Linked DNA regions of Sus scrofa: regions 2 and 3 are each linked to region 1. A link is a contact called in public Hi-C data. All regions are on one chromosome and are shown on one strand. The core of a region is the stretch at or near the end of the contact, and the rest is flanking DNA. Distances in the headings are between cores, read along the strand shown.

What was found. Hi-C and Micro-C count contacts between places; a contact is called where the count stands out from the background.
Region 2: a Hi-C map of liver shows a contact between it and region 1, with 2.9 times the contacts expected there. The contact joins the promoter of SAFB here to the promoter of NDUFA11 in region 1. A contact is called at or near these places in 3 of 47 Hi-C or Micro-C datasets (blood, heart right ventricle and liver) and 1 of 2 datasets of contacts at active chromatin or transcription factors (alveolar macrophages).
Region 3: a Hi-C map of liver shows a contact between it and region 1, with 5 times the contacts expected there. The contact joins the promoter of C2H19orf70 here to the promoter of NDUFA11 in region 1. A contact is called at or near these places in 5 of 47 Hi-C or Micro-C datasets (embryonic fibroblasts, epiblast stem cells, heart right ventricle and 2 more) and 1 of 2 datasets of contacts at active chromatin or transcription factors (alveolar macrophages).

What each region holds. Positions count from the first base shown.
Region 1 is chr2:73,129,480-73,133,076 of Sscrofa11.1, reverse strand. NDUFA11 (NADH:ubiquinone oxidoreductase subunit A11) reads right to left here and starts at 2,048. Exons shown (of 4, transcript NM_001244924.1): 1 at 1,879-2,048. The coding sequence starts at 1,975.
Region 2 is chr2:73,332,588-73,336,184 of Sscrofa11.1, reverse strand. It overlaps SAFB (scaffold attachment factor B1), which reads left to right and starts at 1,691. Exons shown (of 21, transcript XM_021084024.1): 1 at 1,691-2,163. The coding sequence starts at 1,801. SAFB2 (scaffold attachment factor B2) reads right to left here and starts at 1,643. Exons shown (of 18, transcript XR_002341685.1): 1 at 1,306-1,643; 2 at 34-121.
Region 3 is chr2:73,293,164-73,296,760 of Sscrofa11.1, reverse strand. C2H19orf70 (chromosome 2 open reading frame, human C19orf70) reads right to left here and starts at 1,549. Exons shown (of 4, transcript NM_001097463.2): 1 at 1,482-1,549; 2 at 673-850; 3 at 437-488; 4 at 1-146. The coding sequence starts at 1,510. The coding sequence ends at 49. HSD11B1L (hydroxysteroid 11-beta-dehydrogenase 1-like protein) reads left to right here and starts at 2,084. Exons shown (of 9, transcript XM_013994748.2): 1 at 2,084-2,248; 2 at 2,382-2,551. The coding sequence starts at 2,548.

The DNA.
Region 1 (3,597 bases), core at 799-3,298:
CTCATTCATTCTGTTTCTTTGTACCCACACAGTGCTGGGCTCACTTAGAGCGGGCTCCCTGCCCTCTGAAGAAGCTAGTGAAAGAGGTAAGGGAGGATCCAGGAGCATGTTTAACCAGACCCCGGGTGTTGAGTGGAGTTGGCCAGTGAGAAAATGCCAGCGGGCAAAGTGAGCAGCACACAGGGATGTCCTCAAAGACCCCTGGGCCACTGCAGGGCTCACAGAGGCCAGTGACCACCCCCAAATCCCAGCTCTCCACGCTGCCCCGTCTGCACAGCACCTCTGTCAAAGGTTCCCACCCAACCCTCCCAAACACCCTGCTGCGAGTCCCCCTCCTTCACTAGGCAGCATCCCACTCATGGGAGGCGTGTAGTCTCCTCCAGCAGCCCACCCCCACGGTGTGTGCTCTAGAGCACATGAGCACGCCCTCTCGCAAATGCCTATGTTAAGTCTTTCTCAGTTTGAAATCCTCCAAACCATTCACCTTCCCTAATCTCCCCCAGTGCCACCCCCTCCTGCTTTAGTCTCCCCTGGGACACAACCAGGACCCTCCATAAAGTTCTGTTGGGCACTCCCCAATGTCAATATCCCCCCCCTTATGAATCCTCCAGAATAATGTTACCCTACAATGGTCCACCACACAGACTGCCCAGCCCTCCAGGGCTAAGCGCCCCCAGCTTAGAGAGAGACCCCACCACACACCCAACCATCCCAACAACGTGTTATTCGAGCAGATGTCACAGAACCCATCCGCTGGGACTCCACCTTCATAAGGACCCTGGAGGCACATTCTTTGTCCCAGTCAACCCCGGGAGCAGACCAGTGGACCCAAATTTGCAGCCCAGCTCCAAAAGACTCCAGGGAAGTTCACCCACCTCCTTAACCCTCAGTTTCCGCCTCTGAAAAATGGGTTGATCTTACTAAATACACAGAAAATGGTAGCATTTTATTAGTTCTACCCTAATGCAAGTGCCTCCCAGTGTAGACTCAAATTCTGCCAGGCCCTGTTTCAGGAGCTAGAGATACAGAGGTGGCCAAAATCGTATTCTACATCTCAGACTGAGGCTGGGAAGGGGACTGGAAGAGGTGAGACTCTGTGGTCTCCCCTGCAGGGGAATGCCAGGGCTGTGGGTCCCCTGACACCCCTGCCAAGGCCTACCTTACAGTGGCTGCTGATCCACTTCATTTATCATCTCCTCAGGGCCCCTATAACCCCTCTTGTGGCCCCAATAAAAGCTTCAGATGTCTAAGACCACCTAGCTCTCTTGGACTCTAAAAAGGCCCAATCCCACTCCAGAACCTTTGCCAACTTCTCCCCTCAGACGCCTCAATAATAACCCATGATCCTCCCAAATAATCTCAAAGTCACCCAGATGGAAAGTCTCAACCCTCAGCTCCTTTGGCCCTAATAACTGGCCACGTTCCACTCAGCCATTTCTCCAGAGCCTGGTGAGCGCTTCCACCATAACTTTACAATATCAGCACCCAGAGACTCTGACGACTCCAGTGACCAGTTTGTCACATGTACCATGGCCTCCCGGGGTCCTCCAACCTCGCTGGACCTCCCCACAAGCTCTCTCTCACAGACGCTCCCGACGACCACATAGCACTCTGCGACACTCCCAGTCCCCATGGGACCCCTCCTCGGGCAGCTCTCAATGACTCTATGACCTTTCTGCGCCCTCTAAATTGTCCGTCACCCCCACAAAGTGCACCTTGTATAAGAGCCCTCCCAGGGTCCCAAGGCCGCCCTAGACCCCCCGACAACCATATGCCACGCTGCGAGATCCACAGACCCTTCAAGACGCCCTCGGGCAGCCCCTAGTGACCCGAAGACCTCCCTACGCCCTCCGCCCTCGGGACCCGGCCGGCGCTCACCAGTGGCACCACCGATACTGGTGCTGGCATAGGCCTTGCGGTGGCACTCGGTGCCTTCGGGGATATCCGAGTACTTGTGAAGAAGCGTCTTGGCCATGACCGCGAACCCCTGGTCCCGAACTGTACCAGCCGCCTGCTCCTAGAGCCCAAGGGCGAACGCCGCTTGCTCTCGCGAGACTTCCCAGGCGGCGCGCGCATCCTCTCGTGCGGGCTGGCAGGCAACATGCGAGCAACTTTATTGAGCGCCGCGGATGTGGACACGCGCAGCGCTCAAGTGCTGCAGCCTGAACTGGCGGTAAAGTGCACGTGCACCCCTGGCCGATTTCTGAAGAGGGAAACTGAGGCCGACCAGGACCAGTGAAATGTTGCTAATTCCAGTTCAGAAGGACCTGGGCCGGGAAAGATTTGACTCCCAGAGGTGGGGCCTAAGGGCGGGAGCATCACAGGTATTAAGCCTATCCAGGCGCACAGATGAGAGGCTCCACTTGATAGGAGCGAGACCTCAAGATGGGGCGGGGCATAGAGGGGATATGGCCACTCCCAGAGCCAGAATCTGTGGGGAGGCGTGGTCATGTCCTGTGGCCAGTCTTAAACCGGAGTCTGAACCGCATGCGACTATTTGGGGGCGTGGCCAGGTTCTTGGGTTTAATGCGAAAGTACTAATTCCAGTACTAGGATTCTTAGGGAGACTAGGTCCGTGCCCAGTCTGTGGCTAGTCCAACTCCTGGGCGGGTTGTAGGAGGTCCTAGGCTTGAGGCGTGACCAGAACGGAAATAGAACCTGGAGGGGACTTGACTGATCCCGAGCTGTACCTTTGCCTAAGGGGCGGTTCTGGGGCGTGGTCAAGCTTGTGGGCTCTGACCAACTTCGCGCGTTAGCGTCTGAGTAGGGCGGTGCCTGTCTCTAAGGGATGACCAATCCAGTGGCCAGAGCTGGAACGTGACGACATCTTTGGGGCGTGGTTTGTCAAGACTTTGGCCAATCTTGGAGTTAGGCCGGGCTCAGGGGCGGAGTTTTGAGTTGCTGGAACCAGTGAGGGTGTTTGGGTTTGAGGAAGGCGCACCCTGGGGGCGGAGCCTAGAGAGGGTTATGGCCAATCACGCCGAAGTCCTGGACGGACCTCTAGGGCGGGCGCGGTCCTCCAGGGGGCTTGGCTTAGGCTTGTTCCGGGCCGCCTGTGGGCGTGGCCGGGCCTGGACAGCAGCAGGGGCCATGTCAGCGCCGCCACCTCTGCAAATCCGCGAGGCAAACGCACACCTGGCGGCGGTGCACAGGCGCGCGGCGGAGCTGGAGGCGCGGTTGGATGCGGCGGAGCGGACGGTGCGTGCCCAGGCGGAGCGCCTGGCCCGCCACGACCAGCAGTTGCGCGCCGCCCTGGACGAGCTGGGCCGCGCCAAGGACCGGTGAGGCTCTGGGCCCGCCAGGTGGACTTCTCGGAAGAGGTGGGCGGAGGCAGAGCCTATATTGAAAAGGAGGACCGGCCAGGGAAATCGTGCATTCACGTGGAGCTGGACTACTGGTGGGATTGACAAACACTAAAATATTTGAATTAGTCATCAGTGTGTAAGGTTGAGGGATGTCACACAAACGTGAATAGCTAACTTAAACAGGGCCTGTTTTACCACTAGGCAAAATTGGCTGGTCCTGAGTGGTGCAGAGAGCTACAGCAGGTTCTTGAGGAGGATGAGATCATATCAGCCGTTTTGAAGAATCCCTGTA
Region 2 (3,597 bases), core at 442-2,941, 200 kb before region 1:
AGGCCCCAAGCAGCAACAAGTACAAGTGGATACCTTTAAGGCATCTCTTTGTTGTCTTCTTGCTTGTGGCTTCCAAGGCGATGCCAATTTCATCAGGCCCCTGCCCTTCTTCCTTCACAGCCTATTAGGAAGAGACAGATTTTAACATTACTAAAAACTGCAGGGCATGTACTGTTCTCTTTTAAGCAATGACTTCCCTGTGAACAAAGGTGAACCTTTCCTTGCAAAAAACAAGTCTGGTTCTGCTATCTGGGCTGCAAACCCCAAAGGCACAGGATGATCCCAGTACCCCCTAGTTCTTTCTGGGCTCCTCACCCAAAAGACAGACAGTTCAGAAACAGGGTCAATGACAAGTTCCAAAATGACCCCTAACCTCCAAAATGCCTCTGCTCTAAGTCAACAAAGTAACAGGCAGAAAGGCGGCAGGGGCAAAGGGCTGAGGAGCTGGTCAACCCAGCCATCTTTGACCTGAGGTAGAAAAACACCCATCAACCTGGGTAGAGGAGAGGTTAGTGGTTCCACTCAACAAGTATCCCAGTGCCTTCTGGGCCTGGGGAGGCGCGGCGAACCCAGGGAACTCACAAGGTCCTGATCCTCAAGAAGCTAGTTCTGACTTGGGAAATGACAACGCCCCGCCCCAGTTTGTGTCAAGTGCCCCTGAGGTGGGAGCAATAAACACAGGATGGTGCGATATGGAGTCAGGGAAGTGCAGCAGAACTTAGGGAGGCTGGTCGGCGACTCGACATCTCAGACCCCAAAATGACAAGGCGCCAGACAGTTGTTGACCTGGGAGAGGAGCAGTCCGGGGGAAAAGCAAGGGAGGAACAAAGGTCCTGGGGCAGGACCCAGCAAAGCACCCTCCACCCCGAGAAATCTCAAAGGATCTTCAGTCTTGGATCTCCAAGAAAGAAAACCTCTCCAAGACAGAAAACCTCAAAGGATCTTTCTCTCTTGGATCTCCAAGACAAGAAACAAGAGCAAGTAACGGAAAGCACTTGTCCAAGGTCACACAAACAGTCTCCAACCCAAACCCCGGGTGCAGTCTAGAAGCCACCCTGCAGCTATAGTGGGCTTTCAGCGCTCTTGAAACGACTAACTAGAAAAAAAGGAGGAGGTAAGACACAGAGAGAAGCGGTGACGAGCCAAGGTCACACAGCCGGATCCCCGCGGTCCCTGACAGCTCGGGCTGGGTTCGGCCACGAGAAGCGGGCCGGAGGCGCCCCGGGCCCGGGAGTCACGGTGACAGGCCCGCTCGGGGGCGTGCCCCAGCTTCCTGCGCCACCCCAGGGCCCCTGGTTGCCTCACCTTCTTGAGTCGCTCCATCAGGACGCTCTTGTTGCCACCCGTGTCCAGGTTCCGCTTCTTCAGCTCCGCCCGCAGATCGATCACCCGCAGATCGCTGAGCCGCCGCGTCCCGGCTTCTGAAGCGCCCGAGACGACACTGGCCGTGCCAGAACCCGAGTCACCGGACCCTGCCGGAGACTCCGCCATCCCGGGCACCCCGTCTCCGCCACCTACTCCTCACACCGCCGGCGGCAGTAGCGGCTCTGAACACAAAATGGCGCCGCCGGCGAGGAAAACGCACTCGCTTCCTCCCGCCCAGTTTTTCCGGCAGCGCATGCGTGCGGCCCCTACCGGGATTCTTAGCAGCAAGCACGCTAGCGCGTCGACCAAACGCACGTGACCCGGCACAACGCGCAGGCGCCGTAACTGCAGTACGCATGTGTGCCGGCTGATCGCGGCGGGAGGCCAGCAAAACGCAACACGCCTGCGCGCAGTTCCCCAAGTCTCTCACCACGCATGGGCAGACGCGACCGGGAGCGTCGAACCCGCGCCGGGTGCGCCTGCGCAGGAGCGAGGCGCGCCGGGGCGGCTGGAGCGGTTCCCTCGCAGGCGGCGCCATTTTGTGCTAGAAGCCGAGATAAATCCTGCCCGGTTCTGTGTGAAGTGGGCGGCGGAGCCAGGGTCCCTGGAATGGCGGAGGCTCTGTCAGGCCTAGGCGATTCGAGTGCGGCGGGCGCAGCCGCTCTGAGTTCCGCCTCGTCGGAGACCGGGACGCGGCGCCTCAGCGACCTGCGGGTGATTGATCTGCGGGCGGAGCTGAGGAAACGGAATCTGGACTCGAGCGGCAACAAGAGCGTTTTGATGGAGCGGCTCAAAAAGGTGGAGCCGGGGCCTTGGGGGTGGGCAGGAAGTGGGTTGGGGGACCCCGGCAGCCACGACGGTGGCGTCCTGGCCTCGGGGTCCGCCCCCGGCCCTGTCTGCGGCCTGCTTTGGGCCTGGCGCTCAGCGCTTCTCCCGGCTTCTCTCTGGCTCCGGCGGGAGCTCCAGGTTCGAAGTCTAGAGTCGCATCGGGGCGAGACTGGGGAAGCGAACGGGGGAAGTTTGGGGTGACGGGTGACATCGGCTAAGGCCTGTGTTTTCCGCATCATTCACTGTTTTTTAGGGATTTTTTTTTTGGTTGGTTTCATCCCAGTCTGCGAAAGTGGACGCGGAACCTTGAAATCCTCATTTCCTCCGCGGCGTGGGGACTGGGCCAAGGTCATTCGACCCGAGTGGGGAGGTGGGGATTTGAACCCAAGCCGTCTGATTCCCTGAGCCCGTGCGGGCCGCGCGGTTCTCCTTTGGGAAGATAGATGCTCCTTGATCCGTTATGGCCTAGAAGCCTTGAATGAACTGTTAAAGTAATCGTTCCGAAAAAAATCTTCCAAGAGAGAGAAAAAACGGCTTAGGGACCTTCCAGCACGGACTCGGGGACACAGCATGCAAAGGGAAGTGCAGTTAGCAATCGCGAGATAGAACATAGAGGGTTGGGGAGAGATCAGGCCCCTGCCAGGCCCAGGGGCCTGATCTTGGGCATGGAAGACATTTACTACCCCTTCTCGATCCTGTTTCTTTTTGTGTTCGAAGAGGAAAGTAATAGTTCTTCCGTGCTAGGATTAAGTAAGATGGCATGAAACAGGCTTGGCGTGTTGCCTAGCACATGTAAACACTCAGAGGTAGTAGGATCGCTGTTACAAGTCACTTTTCTTTCTGTGCCACCGTTTGATATTGGCAAGCGGCAGAGGGTGGTTCTAACCCCTGTCTTGAGGGGTTCTGAGGGATGCGTGTGAAGAGCAGTGAGTTTAAGTAAATGTTGGCGCCTTTCTGTTTCACCCTATGGTTTGCTTTATTCCTGTGGCTTCTTTCTTTGCCTTTTTGCAACCTAGAGACACTTGTCTTGGGTCTTCCGTGTAATCGCTAAGCCTTGCCACTTAATCCAACACCCCCCACCCCACCCCCAAGCCCTCCAGACGGTGCGGTTTGTGACTCATTCCACCCTCCTGCCTCCCAAACAACTGAGGATTGGGGGGTTATTTATTAATTGCTATTTAGAGGAAATGGGGATTATTTTCTATTATCTGGTTGAGAAGCTCAGGCTTGGGAGTGGTGAATTACTTCCCTTGAGTCAGTTGGGTCTAACTCAGAAAGCCTGTGTTTCTTTCAGTATGGATACTAACTTCCTTTACTCAGACAGGTTAGGCATTTGATTAAGATGTTTACCTGGAAAAGATGCAAGCAGGATGAGGGTTGAAGGCACCGCCCCCTGCCCCCCCA
Region 3 (3,597 bases), core at 300-2,799, 160 kb before region 1:
TCCATGGTGCCTTGTTCCCACCTGGGGCAGGCAGCCTCCTCTGACAGGCTACTTGGTTCGCTCCTTCAGGTATTCCCAGCCCTCCTTGGAGTACTCTCGAGCCTTTGAGGGGGCCACAGACAGAGCCGACATCACCTTGATGACGCCTGTGGAAAGGGAGAGCCAGGTGCCTTCAGCGAGGACTTTTACAGGCAGCAGCTCTGTCAATTCCATGCAAGGAAAACAGGCAAAGGCCACACTCGCTCTGTTGTGGCCTCAGGCCCTCAAAGGAGGCGCCATCTGGCTCCCACCTCCCTGGAATCTCCACCTCCTTTTCTCCTTCAGATCCACAGGAGGTGCACACAGAGTTGGACAGGGAGTGACGAAAAGAAATGGCCAAGAAGGAAGGTGGGAGGTATCTGCAGCCAACCCCCCAGGTAGATGGCCTGGGGCCTACCTGAATTCCAGTAGTCCCGTATGTGAAAGTTAAACTTTGGAGGGGCTGGGAGCTGGGAAGAGAGAGGGAGAAGGGGCTGCTGAAAGAGTAAGGCCCAGCAGCCCCATCCGCCCTCACAGGCAGGGAGAGCAGCACAAGCCCCATGGCAGAGGATCAAGGGACCAGGATCAAAGACCACCCCAGAGCAGACACCCCAGCTCCCACCAAGCTTTAGTCTTGATCCCAGCTCGGGGTACCTGGGGTATCTTCAGGCCAGTCTGCTCGCACACGTACTGGCTGAACTGGTACACAGCAGGGGGGACCACCTCCTCGGCTTTCTGAAGGGCAGCCTGGCTCTTGTCGCTGGGCCCCAGCAGGTCCTGGTCATATACCAGGTAGATAGCGCCCCCAGCCACACTGCCCTTGATGAGGAACCTGCATGGAAGGAAAGGAACCACAGGGTAGGGGTGGGGGGCTCAAGTCCAAAGAGTGACATACCTGAAGCCAGGCAGCTAATGGGGAAGCACAGGGCACCTTGGGAGCCAAGAGGCGTGCATGAGCCCTCCCATGCACAACACTTAGAGTGTACAAAAGGCAGGGGTACTCAGCTCTGTTTAGTAAACTGAAGCCTGGAGAGGCACAATGTCACTTGAGATCCTGCAGAGGGCAGGGGTCAGTGAAAACAAGACCACTGACCGCTTTCTACCTTCCAGCCCCGAGAGGGATGCTCCGAGAGGAGCCAGCGGGGGTCCCTGGTCGTTTCCTGTGTCAAACGCTGCTCTGGGTGCACATTAACTTCCCAACAAACGCGTGCGACACTCCCATTTTACAGATCAGGCAGCTGAAACTCGGACGGGTCTAGTGTACGGAATGCAGAGGGAAGGAGTCGCTAGGAAGCGGGAAGGCGGCGACAGGAGGGAGAACTCGGTAAGCTCCACCCTGTCTGAACCGACACGGGAAACCTGACACTACGGCAGCGAAGAGCCGGTCGTAAGCAAACCAGATGGGGGTGCCCACAGAAGTAAATATTTTGGGGGCTTGAGGCCCGCCCAGTAGCCCCACGAACCTCATCAGCGACCACACTCGAGGTACCATGATCACTCAGCTCCGTGCGCAAGGACACTCGGCTCGCCCGCCGCTTCCGGTCGCGGCGCCGCAGAGGCCTCTGGGAAGCGTGGTCGCCTGTCAGGCGCAAAGGCCTCCGGGACATGAAGTCTCGGCTGCGAGACGCCAGAGAGGGGTTTCTGTTCCGCTGCAAAATGAGTCCTCGAACCTTAGTCTTCGGGGCCGGCAGCCGCAAAGCTGTCTGGGAAAAGTAGTTGTCACGTCCAGTAAGGCTCTGGAAAGCTAGTTTAAGCGGCCAAGCCTCCTGGGAAATGCAGTTCGGAGCGGAATGGCCGTGGTGACGTGAGGGAAAGAGGAGTTGGGTGTCTGGAGTAAGACCTGAGGGTGACACACGAAATTTCGGCACCTGGGAGATCCACCAGCGCAGGCCTGGGAAGAGAGTACTGGAAAGCCGGTTGTCACGGCAACACGAAGGCGGAATTTAGGAGACAGGCGGGCCTTAGTCACGTGGTCGAATCAGTGTGGCTTCACTACAGGGGCGGGGATAGAAGGTAGCCAGGCTGAGGCTGTTGCCCGGCAACGCCGGGCGCGGAGATTCCAAAAGTCTAGCCCCTCCCCCTGAGTAGGTGGGCTCTGGGTCACGTGACTCAGACCCTACTGGAGGGGGCGCGGTCGGCGGCCATCCCGACACCGCGAGGGCGGGGAGGTACGCGCGTGGCTCCCAAGCCCGGACCCCAGCCCCACTGGACGGCGGGAGAAACTGAGTGGGTGAGTGCGCGGTTGTGAGCATGCAGTGGGCTGCACGCCCTCTTTGTCCAGATGGGAAACTGAGGCCGGGCGAGGTCCGGAGGCCAGTCGGTTCTGTAAGGATCAGGTTTCCGCTTTTCCTCCCTCTTTGCAGCCTGGGTGTTTCATCCATCCATTCGTTCATCCACCCACCTAGCTATCACCCAGCCCTTGCGGGGCTGCTGTGTTCAGGACCCGGTTGAAAGAGGGCTAAGCTGAGGCCCTTCAGGGCTTTCCCTGGAAGTGGCAGATCGTCCCCTGCTGAGGGGACGCCGGCGTGAATGGGTAAGGCCGAGGAGTTCATTTTTCTGTGAACTGGAAGATTCATAGATAGGACGTAGGGTAAATGAGGATGAACAGAAAGGCAGCGGCCAGACCTTCTGGGTCTTGTGGGCTAAGGTGAGGAAACGGTCTCCATTTCGGACAGTGAGACGCCTTGGGAGGGTTTGGAGCAGGAAGGAACATTCCAGAATTTTTTTGGACAAAGATCCCTATGGCTGCTTGGAGAGAATAGAGTGGGAGGAAGGGAGTGTGAAGATGCGAGAGCCAGAGAGAAGGCAGATGGAACTTTGCCGTAGGGACAAAGGAGGTAGGACTGATTTAGTGCTTGGAGATATGGGGGCTCCCCAAGGCCACCACCTCTCAGCCTCCTGGGTTCTAGAAGTCTACCTCTCTTCTTTGCCCCATGGAATTCATAGGATAGAAACTCCAAGATATATGATTGGCCTGTGCCCTTTTCAGGGGAGGCCCATGATCCACTGAACTTAAAGCACCTGGCCCGTTCTCCCTGGAACAAGTAAATCAGCTCCCACAGCTGAAATCACATCTTAACCTGGTGTCATGGGCACATCTGTCTGCCATATCCTATTCCTTCTGGATATCTCCAGACCAAGTTGTTTTTCTGAGCTTCCCCCAGCTCTCACATTCCTCCTATCACTTTGGGCCAGTCTAGTATATAGTCAGCACTTACTGCATGTCTGGCAGTTTAGGACATCGAAGATCCAAAAGTGATCAGCACAGGAGTTCCCATTGTGGCACAATAGGATTGGCAGTGTCTTGGGAGCTCTGGGATGCAGGTTCAATCCCCAGCCAGACACTGTGAGTTTAAGATCCAGCATCACTGCAGCTCTGGCTTAGTTCGCAACTGCGGCTTGGAACTGACCCTGGCCTGGGAGCTCCATATGCTGCAGGGTGGCCAAAAAAGGAAAAAAAAGTGAGCAACACAGAGGCAGGTTTCTGTTTCCTTCCAGCCTTCATGGAGCTGAGTTTAAGGGGAGTGAGGGATCCTAAACACGTAACAAATCATCAGGGTGATTTCAGGGGATGACAAA